Regions from separate parts of the Hordeum vulgare genome. Here region 2 is linked to region 1. A link is a contact called in public Hi-C data. All regions are on one chromosome and are shown on one strand. Each heading gives the region's core, a stretch centred on a gene start, on an enhancer-like site or on the middle of the called end of the contact. The rest is flanking DNA. Distances are from core to core; before and after follow the strand shown. Region 1 holds the start of LOC123399692 (heat shock protein 90-6, mitochondrial). Region 2 holds the start of LOC123399192 (OBERON-like protein).

Region 1 (2,522 bases), core at 7-2,506:
CTGCCAAGCACAATTTTTTCCCCATCATGACACAAACATTGGTAAAGATTAGCATGAATCCATGAAAAAAGAAAATCATAGGTACCTCAGCCTGATACTCAAACTTCTCGGCAGGTGGCGCATCAGATGAATCAACTGCTGCAGCACTCGATTCATAGCGTCTCCCAACAAGTGCATTCTCCCTTAGCTTGAGGGACGGCAAGCTTTCACCTACATTAAGCTTGGGAGCCGCAAGCACAGAGAGCAACCTCTTCCCTCCAAGCCGAGAAACACCAGGCTCTGAGTTTGTCACCTGAAATTGGGACAGCACAGCGAATATCACAAAGTCGCTCGCGTTGTAGAGTAATACTCCCTCAGTTCCTTTATGTAAGGTGTATTATTTTCGGCACCGTGACCAAGACACATAATTATAGACATGTTAAGACTAGCAAATTTGTTGGTTAGTGAAAAGTGAATCAATTAGTCCAGGAAAGTATGAGATACATGCTATCAACAAATAAATAGTTTCCTTCTTTTGCTATAAGGAGAGATGCAGACAATCAGAAAAGAGGTACTAACAAGAGGATTATGGGGAATTAGAAGAAACGCACCTTACATTCTGAAATTTTATCAAAAAACAAATACACCTTATATAGAGGAACGGAGGGAGTATAACAATAAATCGGAAGAAAAATATCACACCAGACCGCAATTGCACATTTCTGTCGGAATAAAATACCATCAACAATCGGTACACAAATGACACATACTGAACAGGGAATCAGATCAACGCCAAACCTCAACTGAATCACAAACACACATTAATACATAACCCATCAATTAATCAAAACACAGACCCCAATTTGGGGGCGGAGATTGATTCGCGACACGTAACGTCAAAAGCCGCACTGATTCAAGCTTAGCGCGAGCCCCTACTTTGCAATCAACCAAACAGCGGAGTACAATATGGACCAAACAGTGAATGCCACACATACGTACCGAACGCGGCGGGGCCGGGGCAGGGGCCAAGGGGGAGGAGGAGGAGGAGGCGGCGGCGGCGTCTCCGGAGACCGCGAAGGCGGCCGCGTGACGGCGGGCGGCGGCGCCGGCGCAGAGGGATCGCCTCGAGGCCCCGAGCATATCCGCTGCGCTCTGCTGGTTCTCCTCCCAGGCGAGGGCGAGAGATGTAGGCCGGAGGCGCGCTCGCGCAGGTGGGCTGACCGAGGAAGACGACGATGCGAGGGTTTTGGAAGAGGGGTAGGGTAGGGTTTTGTGGGCGGCCAGAGGCAGAGGGGATGAAGCGTATAAATGGGGTGCGCCTTGCGGAAGGAGGGAGTGCGCTTCGCTGACACCGTGGTCCCGGGCTGTCGGTGAGAGAGTGGGGAAGGGGGGGGCTTGGGTTTGATCGGTGGTGTTAGCGTTTTGGGAGAAGGTTCTGGAGCAGCGGCGCGGAGTAATGCTATGTGCACCGGTGTGGATAGTATGTGAATCATACAACGAAGTTGACATGTGGGGCCAGTTGGTGTGACACTTTGCTTTGCGCTTTGCAGCGTCCGTTCTCCGTTGCAAGAGTGAGGTCGTAGCTTGTCCACCTGCAAGATGTGAGGTCGAGATTTGAACACCGTGGACAAGAAGGCAAGAAGGTTCCGGGAAGGGTTGCCATGAAAACGGGGCTTGCATGCTCTCTACCGCACATTTTACATCCAACGACCTCTTCAATTTCTTTTCCTTTCTTTCTAGAGAAAAGATTACATTCAACCACCTGATCGCGCGCGCCCGTCTGCCGGCTTCGTGATCGTTCGATCAGACAGTCGACAGCATCGTGGAAGCCGCTTTTTGTTTTTCATGCAACTCACCTATTGTTTCAGGACAGTTTCCTGCAGCTCACCTATTGTTTCATGACAGTTTTCTGCACTCGTGTTTCACGATCACTTGAGTCTCCTGCAGCTCACCTATTGTTTCAGGACAGTTTCCTGCAGGTCATCTATTGTTTCAGGACAGTTTTCTGCACTCGCGTTTCAGGATCAGTCGAGTTCCCAGCAACTCGCCTATTATTTCAGGATCAGGACAATTTCAGGATCCTGCAACTCGCCCAACGCTTCCGTCGGCCGCCCAACGCCTCCGCCGGCCGCCAGCAGCACGGGAGCGCCTACCACCACGCCGCACAGGTCAGCTCGACACCACCCGCCCGCACCCGTCGTCGTCCTACTACTCCACCATGGACCACAACAGGGACAGCTACGCCTACGGGCACAGTGAAGGAGGTGCACAGCGGCGGCGAGCACGCCTTCTTCTCCTCCGACGTCACCACCGACAGGAACCACCAGCACAACCAACACCACAGCAGCGCCGGCGGCCACGGCCAGTGTTGTTTCAGTAATTATTTTCGCAACGCGTCTGTTGTTTCTGCAACTAGACCGTTGCTTCGGGAATTAATTGGCTGGGGAAACGACTGGGCCGCGTGCTAGCGCGTACATCGGACGGCTACGAGCGCATACATCGGACGGTTATTCGGGTGATGGATGTTAGTATGGATCCGTCGG
Region 2 (2,522 bases), core at 13-2,512, 600 kb before region 1:
CAAGGAACCAAGATGCCGCGGCCGAGGAGAGGAGGTTGGCGGCCGAGGAGAGGAGGGTGGCCACCGAGGAGAGGAAAGTGGCATTGGAGGAGAGGAAGGTGGGCATGGAGGAGCGAGCTAAGTTGTTGGAATGGGAAAAGCACTTGTTCTTCTTGGACACATCTTTGTTCAATGATGCGCAAAAGGAATATGTCAACCTTGCCCGTGAAGAAGTCTTGATTCAAAAAAGAGCCATGATCCGCGGTGGCCTTGGCGGCATGGGTGGCGGTGGCCTCGGCGCCATGGGAGGCATGGGCCTCGGCGCCATGGGAGGCTTGGGTGGCTTCGGCGCCATGGGAGGCATGGGTGCACCTCCGGCCGCCATGGGAGGCATGGGTGGCTTTGGAGCACCCTCCAACGCTATGGAAGGCATGTGTGGCTTTGGAGCACCCTCCAACGCTATGGGAGGCATGGGTGGCTTTGGAGCACCCTCCAACGCTATGGGAGGCATGGGTGGCATGAGTTTTGCTTCTCTGATGGGAGGCATGGGTGTACCTCCGGTCGCCATGGGAGGCATGGGTGCACCTCCGGCCATGGGTGGAATGTCTTTCGATGTGCCTCACACACATACCCATAAAAATGCCGTTGAAGAACTTGCCAAGACCGTCGGAGCTACACGTGATGCGGTGCGTGATGAGGTTAGGGAGGAAGATTCATCTTCGAAGGCGGAAGAATCGTCGGCGGAAGAAGAGGAAGAAGAGGAAGAAGACGAGGAAGATGGTTGATGTGTTTATGTCTTCAACTTTGTTGGATGAACTTGTATTTTGAACTTGGTTTGCATTTTGAACTTGGTTGGATGAACTTGTGGGCATGACTTTTATTCATCAACTTGTTTGTGTTAAAAATTTCACATGTTCATTGCATTTTGATGAATGTTTCAAACTATTTTGTGTCCATATGCCCTATATTTGAAAGCTGCTGGAGCGGCGCGCGCTGCATTTTAGCGCGCTGCTGGAGCGGAGCGCGCGCGCTGCATTTTAAAGCTGCTGCTGGAGCCAGCGCTGCGCGACGCGGCAAACCAGGCGACCAGCGCGCGGTAAACAGGTTTTTTAGGCGCGGCGCGTAGCGCGGCTGTTGGAGATGCTCTTACAACCTGAGTGGCTAGTTAGAGCATATGTATTTCATCTTTTTTTTTTCAATCGATGTCTACGCCCACCGCTGTGCACGACGTGGGACCCGCGAGGCACCCAGCATTTCCCTCTTGAAGGAGTATAATTCGTATGAGATTGGGGAACTTGCCGAGACCTCCAAATCCACAGAATCACGCGGAAGAAGACTCCTCCCCACTCCCGCAAACCTATAGCTGCTCGTCTCCATTGCGCCGCTCGACCTCCTCCTCCCTCCTGCTCAGGTGCGCCGCTGGCCCTCTTCCTCCCTCTCTCAGGTGCGCCGCCGGCCCTTTCCCTCCCTCCATCTGCTGCGCCGCCGGCCCTTTCCCTCCCTCCATCTGCTGCGCCGCTGGCCCCTTTCCTCCCTCTCCAGCACAGCCGGCCGCTCCACATCTAAGGGCCGTTTGGATCCTGCCCACGTTTGCCCAGCCAACGATGAGCGCGCCAATTCTTTGGCGCAGGATTCCGCCGCCCAGGGATCGCCAAAAAATTGGCTATGTATTGAATGGGTGAAACTGCTGGGCTGAGGGCGAGCCAAATAATCGGTCATCATCCAAACAAACGCCCATGCCGTGGTCAAACGCCAAATATTTGGCAGGGCGAATCCACCGCCGTTTCGGGTTCCGATTGGATAGAGCTGTCCTGCCGCCGATCCCGTCGCTCCGCCTTGCCGAGGTGGGCAGCTCGACTCCCGATTCGGCCCCGACTGCTAGGGTTTGGTCCCCATATATGGTAGCAAGGCATGTGCTCACATACTGAGGTTTGGCTGTCCCGGTTAGTTCGATCGATGGGGTTCTTGCTGTGGACTCGGGGGTGGGGGTGGGGATGGGGGTCTCGTGCTCTACGCGAGCTCATCACAGGTCTTGACTAGCTCCCCGTACGCAGCGGGAAGGCAGGGTCCAAGTTAGCTAAATCGGCGAATGGTTCGTGATTTACATGTCTCTTCACTGAGAGATGTGCGGAAGGTACCGTTGTAGCACTGGATTTGGTTTGTGATGAACCTAGTCGTTGTTTAATTCGGATCCGGTCCTTAGCTGCTCAAGGTGCAGAGCACAGTGGCTCAAATAGGTCCTATGCCGATGCTATGTTTTCAATACCTACACCATTCTTGTATGTAGTATTAAGTGTTTGAACTTTGTGTTGTCGCAGCTTACAGTTTGTGCATCATGGGGACTTCTTCAGGTGCGAATTTCCATCAACAGCCTCCGCCCCAGGGGATGCTGCCGCCTCGCCATGGTGCTCGGGCTCCGAGCCTGCAGACTTCCCTCTCACTGGCATCGTCGGAACAGGTTGGCTCGCCTGAAATGCAGGAACCTGTGTCCAATTCTGACCAGGGCCATGACTCTGCTACCGAAAGTGCAAGTTCGAGGGAGA

What was found. Hi-C and Micro-C count contacts between places; a contact is called where the count stands out from the background.
Region 2: a contact with region 1 is called in a Hi-C map of leaf, with 4 times the contacts expected there. The contact joins the promoter of LOC123399192 here to the promoter of LOC123399692 in region 1. A contact is called at or near these places in 2 of 6 Hi-C or Micro-C datasets (leaf and seedling).

The regions. Positions count from the first base shown.
Region 1 is chr5H:143,613,059-143,615,580 of MorexV3_pseudomolecules_assembly, reverse strand. LOC123399692 (heat shock protein 90-6, mitochondrial) reads right to left here and starts at 1,256. Exons shown (of 20, transcript XM_045094086.1): 1 at 979-1,256; 2 at 86-292. The coding sequence starts at 1,119.
Region 2 is chr5H:144,216,497-144,219,018 of MorexV3_pseudomolecules_assembly, reverse strand. LOC123399192 (OBERON-like protein) reads left to right here and starts at 1,262. Exons shown (of 3, transcript XM_045093626.1): 1 at 1,262-1,390; 2 at 2,331-2,522. The coding sequence starts at 2,366.